Regions from separate parts of the Mus musculus genome. Here region 2 is linked to region 1. A link is a contact called in public promoter capture Hi-C data. All regions are on one chromosome and are shown on one strand. The core of a region is the stretch at or near the end of the contact, and the rest is flanking DNA. Distances in the headings are between cores, read along the strand shown. Region 1 has its middle 4.2 kb from the start of Dubr. Region 2 overlaps Cd47 (CD47 antigen (Rh-related antigen, integrin-associated signal transducer)).

Evidence for each region. Promoter capture Hi-C pulls out the DNA fragments that hold promoters and counts their contacts.
Region 2: a contact with region 1 is called in a promoter capture Hi-C map of liver, with 3 times the contacts expected there. The contact joins two enhancer-like sites. A contact is called at or near these places in 14 of 39 promoter capture datasets (the 3T3-L1 cell line, 3T3-L1-derived adipocytes, the C10 cell line and 8 more), 1 of 15 datasets of contacts at CTCF or cohesin (large pre-B cells), 3 of 484 Hi-C or Micro-C datasets (the G1E-ER4 cell line, adipose-derived mesenchymal stem cells and uterus), 4 of 115 datasets of contacts at active chromatin or transcription factors (bone marrow-derived macrophages, cardiomyocytes, craniofacial prominence and 1 more) and 2 of 9 other capture datasets (embryonic stem cells and liver).

Annotation. Positions count from the first base shown.
Region 1 is chr16:50,733,976-50,739,929 of GRCm38.p6, reverse strand. No RefSeq gene overlaps it. Among named protein-coding and RNA genes, the nearest start is that of Dubr, 4.2 kb to the right of the region's middle. Within about 2 kb of position 3,264, at least 196 of the 459 cell types and tissues checked have an H3K27ac peak or open chromatin away from gene starts, as enhancers often do. A contact at or near this core is called in liver, where this site is marked.
Region 2 is chr16:49,871,566-49,877,519 of GRCm38.p6, reverse strand. The region is part of intron 2 of Cd47 (CD47 antigen (Rh-related antigen, integrin-associated signal transducer)); the gene reads right to left. Among named protein-coding and RNA genes, the nearest start is that of Cd47, 19 kb to the right of the region's middle. Within about 2 kb of position 2,774, at least 11 of the 459 cell types and tissues checked have an H3K27ac peak or open chromatin away from gene starts, as enhancers often do. A contact at or near this core is called in liver, where this site is marked.

The sequences.
Region 1 (5,954 bases), core at 2,015-4,514:
GTTGGAGTCTGGGTATGTAACTATCACCAAAGAAATAACTGGAATCACATCGCATTCTTGCATGAAGCTGCTTGGATCAGCATTCAGTCAAATTTTGGAAGAAACATCCTACAAAACAATAGGGGGACATTTCTATTTTCCATTCTGTTTATTTGTTTGTTTTTATTGCAGTGCTGGGGATAAAACCCAAGGCCTTGTGTACATAGGGCACAGTGTCAATCATTGAGCTACCTCCCAGATCAATGGAAGTTTTTAAATATGTTCAAGAATTTCATAAATGTATATAACATGACTTGACCGTATCCATATCTTATGACTCAGTCCCTGCTCCCCCTAGACTCCTCCACACCAAACACCCTCCCCACTTCACGTCTTCTTGGTTTGGTTTTTTTTTTTTTAATAAACTATTGAGTCAAAAGGGATAATCATACCTTCAAACATAGGGAACTGACGAACAGTCCCACCCTGAAGGCGGCTCTTCCCTTCCCCAAGCTGCTATCAACTGCCAATAGCCCCTCAGCCAGAGGAGAAATCAGAATGTTTTTAGTTTTGAGAGAGCCTTCCATGTAGCCCCAGCTGCCATGCATATCACTATACAGACTACATAAGTAATTTTTTTTTATTTTTTATGTCTATGTGCATTGGTGTCTGGTCTGCAGGCATGTCTGTGTGAGGGAGTCAGATTCCACTGGAACATAAGTTACAGTTTCGAGCTGTCGAGTGGGAACTGGGAATTGAACACAGATCCTCTCGAAGAGCAGCCAGCGATCTTAACCACTGGGCCATCTCTCCAGCCCATGCTGTTTCTTGCTTTTAGGAGAAGAGTTGCTTTGTCACAAGAGGGGACAGGCTAATGTGCAATATGTCCCTAACAGGCAAAGAGCATCTTTCTGTCCTTGGGAGGAGCAGAGCCTGTGAGTGTGAGGCTCTGCTCACCCACTCCTGCCCCTTGTACCTCTTGTAGCAGGCTGCTGAGGACACAGACAAGCAAACCCGGACTGTAACTCACCTTCATTCCAGTCGGCAGCATTAATGTCAAGAGAAAATTGAGCAATAGAAACCCAGGCAAAGTACGAAAGGCCCAATCACAGAGACCTGATCTGTTCTGCAAGTGAGATTTCCTGGAACTTGAGCAAATGCAACTCACAGTCGTACGCGTGAGCTTTAAAGTTAGCTTTGAACCTAATCCAGTGGTCATAAGGACTCACAGTAAATATGAAATAGACGTGACATGATTAACAGATGACCCTTCCAGTTACAAATGAGCTCTGGGTGATAAGCACACCTCTGCATCAATTATAAAAATCAGTCTCTCGGATACAAATTACTTTTAAACACCTAGAACCCTGGAACAAATTGAATTGAGAGGGGATGCTATTTAAAAGTAAGCATCATAAAGATGATTTTGAAAATATTTTCTGGAGCAGGAGACATGGTTCAGTGGTTAAGACTGCCTATTGCTCTTGCAGAGACCCGGGTTCAATTTGCAATACCTACACAGAGATTCACAACTATCCAGTCAGACCCTGCTCTTCATGAGCTTCTGTATGTATATGGTGCACATAAACACATTGAAGCATATGTGCACATAATTAAATGATATTTGACATGTATGGGCACTGTGCATGCATACCTATGCATGGATGTTATTCAATGACAGAGTTCCAGCATCGTCAGCATGTGAGTCCCTGAACCTCAGAAGGAAAAAAAAATATAAAACTTTAACTGGAGTACATCCTGTAGGGTGCTTAGAGAGAAGATTTGTGGCTCACCAACTTATAGAAATTTATGGACCATTGAATGCTTACAGTTTTTCTTTTTCCTTTTTTTAAAAAAAGATATACAATTTACATATGCAATTTACAAATTAAGTAAGACAGTTAATTGGTAACAACTTGGGTTATAAACAGCCCCCAAAGACAGAAGAGAGTGCCAGAAAACTGTGAACTTAGCACAGTAAAACAATGGTAAACTGGTATTTATTCAAGAATCCTAAGTGTAAGCTCTCTTTTGAACATGGGCTTCACTGTCATCAGGCCTGTGGAAAGGAGTCAAACTTGTAATTTCCCACACCGAGCCTTCCTCAGGTACCCTACACTGATGTAATAAGGATGTGAATAGGCAGAAGGCGGAAGAATTGGCTCTAACCATGTGACTCACAGAGAAAGACAGTGAGCTGGCTCAAATGCTGAGTAAGGCTCTAGCATCCGCAGAGCCTCAGGCCACTTGGCGGATCCTGGTACCTGCTGCTTCAGCCTACTGGGTGCTGGTTTGCAGGAACCCACACAAGTCAGGGCGTGGAAGCCTGGAACTGATAACACCCAACACCTAAGCTCGCTCAGGTCCTCGCAGTTGCTCCTGGCTGACATCCAAGAAAGAGACCCTGACCTGTTTGGATGTCTAAGAACCACTCAGGAAATGAGATCCATGGGTTGTGTGCCGGGGACCTGCCGTAGAGGCCCCAATCCAAATCCTAATCGCTTTGAGAAACATCTGTAACCAAATCCAGCAGCAAAACCGAACCTCACAAAGGACCCACCCAGGTTCCTCCATGAAGTGTGCTTCTGCTCGAGCACCTAGGGGAAGGCGACAGGGTTTTATGGGACTGACTGCCTTGACCTTGCTGCGTGGACATCGCCGTCGCCTACTCCTTTTGTACTTCTATTGCCTCCGCCTTAGTTTTTAATCTCCTGGTTGTTTTTACGTTACCTTACTGACCTTGTGTTTTGCTTCCCTCACAAACTTGAAAGGGGAACTGAACTCATAAGAAAAACGAAACAAAACCCAAAACGAAAAGCGCCCCCAAACAAGACAGAAACTCTAATCGTTTCTTTTATTCGGAGTCTCTGAACCGGTCTGTTCAAATCTTCATTAACTTTTCTGAGAGCGAGCAGGAAACACGCAGTGTTTCCTTACTGGAGAAGGTTTCGTGGCTGGAGTCAATGCTGCCGCATGACCAGCAGGGGGCAGTAGCACACTAAGAATGCAGGAACCGTCCCAGGCTGTGCGGAACACTGTTGAAGGGTTTGCGCTGGTCTGTGTAAGAGCGATGAGCTCAGCTCCGATGAAGTCTTTTGTTTTGTGTCCTATTTTACAATGCACGGTTCAGTTTTCCATATGAATTGTGACTTAGGCAGACTTCACTGTGACAGCTGGGCTCAAGAAAATGAGACGTAAAGAGGAAAATGGAAAAGGGAAAGAGGAAGTTCAAGTGTTTCAAATAAACTACGTAGAGAAGGCAGAAGTAATTCCCCCGTAGAGATACAAAGTTTGTCCCTTCGCTGTTACCATCCTTAATTCTGCCCTTCCGTTTACAAATTAAACTCATCCTTGCTTTCTCTCTTTTCCTGCTACTTTCTTTGCCATACAGTTTTCTGTTTTGTTTGTTAAGGATTTGTGCTTTTAAAAGATAAAGCTAGTTTAAACCAAATGGCTTCAAAAGATCCTATCATTTCTGAATACAGAGAGTGGATGTTTTTGTGCCTTTTGAATACTCGTTAGTCATTAATGTGTATGTTGCAACAACAAAAATGTCCCCTGTAGCCGTAAAGCTTTGGATAAACAGCCCAAAGCTATCGCTGAGATCTTTATCTGAGGACCTGGAGGTAGAATACGAAGTTCACATTGAAACATCAGAGACCTGAAGATCATTATAGTCAAGGATCATTGGGGTTTGGAAGGGTAAAAGGTGATCAGGCATCCAAGCATGGGGATTCTGCTGCTGCCGGGCCTCAGCCCACGCTGTTCCAGGAACATTCTTGCCTCATTTATCCAAAACACTCGTTCCTTCACCAATCTGAAGTGTTTGTGCAAAAATCACATTCTGGGTGGCTTTTCCCAACCACTTCTGTAAAGGGATGGTCAACTCTCTCCGTAGTCTTTCTTATATGAATCTTGGTCCACTTTTCTCAACAATAATGGCTATTAAATGTCACATTAAACATTTAACATTAGACATTTAAATATTATAAATTAGACAACTGGGACAGAATCCATCAGTCAACTAATGTCTTCACTCTCTATAAAAGGGGAAAACTAGGGTTGATCCCAATAAAACCACCACCCTGCCACACATAAATAAAACCACCACCCTGCCACACCCAAAGACAACAACAAAAGTAAAAGTAAGTCAGGAATGATGAGAATTTCAGGAAAAAAAAAAAAAAAAAAGATGGATGACAGACAAAAAATAGCAAGAAAATGCTTATAAAAAAGAACAGAAATTTTCTTAAATAAAAAAAGAGAAACTTAGACCCCAAACCATCTAAATAAAGCACATCTTAAGAATTTTTCCATATGTTGTGTTTTGTGGTTAAAAGAAAGTTATGAAAAAGTATATAGCCCATAATCATAAAGAAAGAATTACAATTAATTTAGAGAAAAATTGAAATACATAAATAATAATAGTGTATAACACAATCTCTTAAACCAGCTGCAATTTAACAAAATTATTTATTAAAATTGCCTAGAATTTACATTCAGAGGCAAAAATAGGCATACCTTGATAAAGTACATGAAGAAACATAACATGAACAATATTTTTTAATTAATTATATTATAAAACCAGAAACCACAGCCATCAAAACGTAACTTAAAAAATCCTCTGACCTTGAAAATTTTATCTATTAAATCTCAATATCAATCTCAGTTGATTCTGAGAATTTCTAGAAAAAAAACCCCACAACAATAATCTTTAAGATCAGCTGAAGAATGTTCAGAATAAAAATGAGAGATCATCAATACAAACTAGGAACTGAAATAAATGCGTTTCAGTGGGAGAGGATATACCTGCAGTGACCTGAGGTGCCAGGGTACATTGATAAGAAAGGGAGACTCCCCCGCCCCACCCCACCCCCGCTCAGAGGGAAAGGTGAATGGGGAGGGGAGGGGTCATAAGAGAGGGGACTGGGAAGAGGGGTGATTGCAATCAGATGCAAAGTGAATAAATAAATGGTAAAAGAAATAAATAGCCAGGCATAGTGGCGCACACCTTTAATCCCAGCACTTGGGAGGCAGAGGCAGGCATATTTCTGAGTTCAAAGCCAGCCTGGTCTACAAAGTGAGTTCCAGACATCCAGGACTATACAGAGAAACCCTGTCTCAAAAAACAAAAAGCAAACAAACAAACAAAAAAAACAATAAATAAATAAGTTAATTATCCCACTCAAAAATATATTTAAAAACAATAGTTTTTTTCCCGCAGATTTATTTAATTTTATTTTTGACTAAGCAACATGAAACAAATCCTAATAGATTAACCACATTTGGCATTTTACTAGGGAAAGGCAAACCATCATACAATGCAGGATTCATCCTTTTCAGCCTGAAAGAGAGGAGGTGAGATAAAATATTGGGTAAGCAAATATACTATCATCTTTCACGTAGAAGATTACTGTTACCACAAATTGGCTTTTATTTTTCTCTCTTTAAAAAAATTACATATTTTCTAAATATTTTGTGGAAGAGTCAGAAGCCATGCCAAGCCAATGAGCATCCTGAAGCTCACAGGCTGCAGTCAGCTGGCTGCCTCAGAAGCTGTAAGGGCTCCCTGGGCAACGGTTGGTTTTCAGTCTGGAACAACACAGTGGGAACCACCCCGGAATAAGCCTGGGAGCTGACACGGGAGCTGATATCACCTCAGGAAGGAAGGACGCTCGCATGGAGACCCTTGGAGCTCTGTCAGGTAAGAAGAGCCAAGCAAGGGCAGTCTGAGCTTTAGTGGATAACGGCTACAATGACATAAAAGCAAGATGTTCTCCGATGACAAGCTCCTGAATCAGCAACAAATTAAACCTAACAGCAAGATATAAAATTACATACAGAAATTATGGTCGTCGTTTGGGGCAACAAGCACTCATGAGGAAGAAGAGATAGGATGAGGCTCTTTTACAGTGCAGATGCAAAAGGGACTACGCTATAAGCAAGACATGTAAGCATCCTATATGGAAAACACT
Region 2 (5,954 bases), core at 1,525-4,024, 860 kb after region 1:
GAGGCCATTCCCCCCTTGCCATCTCTTCTGTACTCACTAACTAGAACCTTGAAGTAGCATCTTATCATTGAGTCCATACGGCCGGCCTCAGCACCCGGCCGACCCACAATCAGCACCTAACGAATATTTGTCAAAGAGATACCTTATTTCTAGCCCAGAATGCAGTGATGGAGATGGCATCTTCATTTTGCTGCTAAGAAAAATTGAGGACTAAAGACTGAGAGTATGTGACTACTGAATGCACGGCCATAAATGGGACACTGTACCACCATCTGCAAAGCTCAGAAGGGGGAAGAAAAATAATGTAAGAGCCCGAGGACAGGGCTTAGTATTGTGGAATACTGTCTTCCAAGCAGGACAAAGCCATTGTTCTACTGAACGCACAACAACTATGATTACATACACAAGATCTGCCCAAGATTGGAGCTGTCGATGTCCTGTGATGGAGGGGAGAGGGACTCACAAGGTCTCACCCTTCTCTGAGAATCTACAGCCGCTTGACAGTATTAAGAGTTGAAGGAGACATGATTTTAGAGCTTTGTTCGTTTTTGTTTGTTTGTTTTGTGGTATTCTGTTACATCTTTGCACAGCCTCAAGGACTTGACCTAACTGAGATAACAAGAGAACCAAGAAAAGACAAACATGCACAGCCAGCCAGATAGTAAGATATGCTGGGCCCTCTGATGGGAAGACTGCAGCACTCTCGAAGCCCAGCACGCTTACTTTATACAGTTGAATAAGCAGACAAGGATATGACTTACAACTAAACACGGACATTTAGCTAACTTGGATAGCAACAGTCTCCATTAGGGGAGCAGCTTTTAGGCTATAAAATATCAGAGAGAGGGGATAAAGCTATGGTGGGCATTTTCTGCACAGACTACCAGTATCCTCGTGGACCAGGCAAAAAAGGCTTTGCCCTTACTCTGAGCCTCACCCCCCAAGGGGTGACATCACCCTTTGTCATTTTCCTATGGACCCTGATATGGCCATGGGCGTGTCAACAGCCCATACTCATTCAAGACTTTGCCACTCAGGTGTCCACCACTCCTCACAGTATAGACACTGCTAAGTCGTTCCTGCTCTTGTATGTAAGCATCCTCCCCGCAAAACACACACAACACACATACAAACACACAGACACACACACCCAATGTTTCTAAAAGCAACCCTTACAAAAGTCTTTGGATCACATACTCATACTCAAAGAGGATGTGAAAGAAGATGGGGAACTATTTGGAAGGAAGATTGGAGATCAGTGGGAACAGGACAGAGAGGGTAATGGGGGTGAATACAATCAAAATAAATTATACACATGAATGAAAACCACTATTCAATAAACACTAATAACCATTTTAAAGATCCTGAACACAGGGTAAGTTGAGCCTCTTAAGTTTTCCCAGGTTAGAAAATGATGAAGTATAAAACAAAAAGGGGGGAAACAAAAAGCTTTCTCTGAACTCAAGTCCTGAAGCACTGGCCTAGAAACATATGAATGTCACTCAGTGTTTGCACACTGTCAGCTCCTGTGCTCCAAAGCAACAAATGCTCACCATTACCTGTGTTCTACTGAGTGGAATTCAATTACATCCTGGATAATTTCTCTTTCTTGTTTACGCTTACATTTGCACAAAAAGCACAACACAGTAAAAATGATTTGTAATACCTAAATCTCCAAGTCCACAAAACAAACATCATCCTGGTAACAAACACATATTCTTCCCAAAATGATGTTGTATGCCAAGGTTTCTTTTACTGACTCCTTTTCCCACTCAAAATGGCTCCAAGAACAAAGAGTCAACCTACAGGATGGGGGAATACCTTTCGTAACAATGTGCTGACAGGGGATTATCGCCGAAATCCTACAAAGAACTCCAAAAATTAAACACCAATTCATCTGGTCAACAACTGAACAGAGTTCTCAGAAAGAAATCATCCAGTTAGCAAATCATCCCAAGGCAACCACTTAACAAGTGAGCTTGAGACCCGAACGGTTTTCAGAGGGAGAAAGACAAAGAAATGAAAGAACACGTGAAGAAATGTTAAACATCCTTAGCTTTGAGATTCCATCTCATTCTAGCCAGAATGCCTAGCATTAGGAAAACAGACAATAAATACTGCTAAGGATGTATGGAAAGTGGAGCCTTTACACACACAATGGAAATCAGTAAAGATGTCCCTCCAAAAACTAAAAGTAGAACTACGACACGCTCTATCTATGAGTCCTCAGTAAACCTGAGGGATTCTTATATTGCTGCACTACTCACAATAACCAAGGCAAGAAAATAGCCCGCATGGCCATCAACAGAGAAAAAAATATGGTATATACACACAATGGAGTTTTATTCAGCTATAAGAATAAAATTATGACAGCTTCGGGAAATTAGAACTGGGGGTCATTGTGGTAAGTAAAACAAGCCATCCTCACCTGTCCCTCTTGTTTTACATACATTTACACATATGTAAATGATTAAGTGTTTGTATGTAAAACATGCAAATAGAAGACCTTGAGAAGGTTCTGTAGGTCTAAAGCAAACAGAGACAGAAACAGGATGATGGGCTACATGGGACATCAAAGCTGATGTAAAGATGAGTTGTAGGGGTTAAGGTCAGGGGAGGGCAGTAAGGGAAACAGATAAGAACAAAGTCTAATGGTATAAATGTATGAAAATGCAACCTCCTCTGAGTTAACTATAAAAGTTGCTAGGACCTGGACTTTGATGCCAATAGCCTCAAAGTTCACAGCACAGCTGAGGTTTTGACTCCAACATTCCTAGAGTCTGCTACAGGACTGGATCTTTGGCTCCAGTGTTTACCAGGAACCATGCCTTTGGCTCTAGTAGTGAGCAACTGGGATTCTGACTCCATCTCTCAGAAGTTTATAGCGTTCAGAGTGAGACAAGCAAGTTTAATACACTTGATCAGTATGTGGCCCATTAGTGACCCTGCTATCACTCTGATAAGCCCAGATATCTCAGTGATCTCAGATGCCTTCACTAAGATCAACATCAGACTTGATCAGTCTCCACAGGGGATTGTCACACAGCACTCCATTCTAGCAAGAATCACAGAAAAACAAACAAACAAACAAACATCCACATAGAACTGGAAGAAAGAGAATTAAAACTTAAAGACTAATCCATCCTAGCAATGAACAAACCATGACAAAGAAGCATAAAGAATAATATACAACTGCCCAACACAACCCATTGCAATCTTCCACTTATTCCAAACTGATTACAAAATAGTAATAGGTCACAAGTCAAACAAACAAACAAAAAAAGCTGAGATAATTCTTTGTTCTTTATCAGAACACCAGGAAATACACGTAGTAATAATCAACAGGAAGAGAAACTATGAAAATAGTGAGATACGAGACAATTGTATTTTGAAACCAGAGAGAAACAACCTCTGGGATTCAGCCAAGGTAGTCCTAAGACTATCTTGTACATGATGATAAGCACTTGTATTAATAAGGAAGAGACATCTCATATAAACAACACTTCAACTCACATAAATATACTTCAATGCTCTGGAAAAGCAAGGGGACAGCTCCAATCCCAGCAATGGCAGGGAACCATAAAGTTTGTGAGAGAAAGAAATGATATAGGGACTAAAGAACAGTACTGAAGATCAAAGCCTTGGCTAATGAGATTGATAAACCCTTAGCTAACCTGAGAAAAACAAAGAAGGAGGTGCCCCAGAGTACCATGAGGAATATTTTGAGATCACACACTCCAAAAAGCTACAAAAACCTAAGAAGTGAAAGCATTTCTAAATGCAGATCATTTATCAAAATTAAAGACAGAAGATATGAATAATTTAAATTGACCCATTACAAGCCACAAGATTGAAGCTTTAATCAAAAGTCCCCACACAAAGAAAAGCCCAGGATAACATGGAATTATGGCTGAATTTTACCACAATTTCAAGGAAGATCTAATTCCAACAGTCCTCAATTTGTTCCACAGAATAGAAAGGGAAAGAACACCACCAAATTCATCCTACAAAGCTATTATTATGCTAGTGTCAAAGACATAAAAAAGAAAAGAAAACTACATAGCAATTTCCCTTAGGAACATAGGTACAAAACTTCAAATTTCTTAAATTCAAGAACATATTTAAAAGATCCTATATCATGATCAAGTGAGTTTCATCCATGGGTGTGGTTCAACATACACAAATCACTAAGTGTATACCATATAAGGTAACTTAAGGATTATATCATCATATCAATAATGGAGAAAAGACGTCTGACAAACTTCAAAGTGCCTTCATGATAAAAGTCCTGGAAGTTTTATATGTGTGTGTGTGTGTGTGTGTGTATATATATATATATATATATATATATATGCCACATTGCCAATATATAGCAAAATAATAAAGGAAAATACCTTAGAGGCAACGTTGTAGTAAACAGGGCACAACTGAGAGCTCTGTCTCTAAAATCAGGAATGAGACAGTACCCACTTCACTGTTCTAAGTCAATGGAGTGCTTGAAGTTTCAGCAATGAAACAAGAGGAAGACATGAAAGGAATAGAAACAGGAAGGGAAGAGATCAAACTATCTCTATTTGCATATGGTATGAATATATATTTGAAAGACTCTATAGACTCTAACATAAACAAACACTTTTAGTAAGGTTGTAAGGTACAAAATAAATATATAAAAATCAGTAGCCTTCACAAATACTAACAGTGAACTCACAAAACAAAAAATGATTTGTCATTCCCAACACAGGAATAGAATTAACCCAGGGAGTGAAAAACATCAACAGTGAGAACTTCAAAACACCGACAAAGGACATCAAAGGAAACACTAGACAATAGAGAGGCCATCCCATACTCCTGGGGTGAGGAAATTAATATCATGGAAATGTCTATATTACCAAAAGTCATTTACCAGACTCAATGTAATTCATATCAGAATCCCAATGCTATTATTAAAAGAACTAGAAAAAATGGAAAACCAATCCAAGAATCCACATGGGACTACAGAAGACCATAAGTGGCCAAAGGTATCCTAAGGAGGAAAGCATAGCTGAAGGCATTGTGTTTATGACTTCAAATCACACTACAGAACTACAGTGATAAATGCAGATGCCAAGCTAGGCAAGGATACCAATGGAACAGAACATAGAAACCAATAAAGATATAAAAAAATATGCAGTTGAAAAAAAAAGACAGCGTATTCAAAAGAACGGTGATGGCCAAATTGGATGTCTTCCTGTAGAATCTTCAGATCTATTCTGTTTATCCTGTATGAAAATCAGTTAGAAATGGATCAAAAACCTTAATTTAAAACCCCAAACATTGAAGTTATTAGAGGAAAATATACAGTATACATTTAAAGAGTAGTGTTTAGGTAAGAACTTTCAGAATAGATCTGTAATAGTGCAAGAACCAGCTCCAAGAATCAACAGATGGAACTACATAAAATTAAAGTTTCTGCACAGCAAAGAAACTATCAGCCCGGGCAATAGACAGCTACAGTATCTTTAACTGAAATACTCAAATAGGCTAAGATCAGAACTTATAGAGAGTGAAAACTAAAGGGAAACAAAACAACTGTAGGCTATAGCATGAACAATTCTCAAAAGAAGAAACACAAACGGCCAAGGCATATTTTTAAGAGTGTTCAGCATCCTTAGTCATCAGGGAATTGCAAAGTAAAGCCACTTTGAGATACCATCTCATCCTAGTCAGAATGGCTATCATCAAGAAATCTGACAATAGATGCTCATCCTCATGCGAGGAAAGAAGCAACATTTTATTTATTTATTGCTGGTGGCAGTCCAGCCAGTATGGAAATAAATATGGAAGTTTCTAAGAAACCTATTGTATAGCCTAACTGTGCTACAACTCTTAGCCACACTCCCAAACGATTGTATATTCTACCAAAGAGCGGTGCACAACCATGTTACCACTGCCCTCCACACATCAACAAGGACATG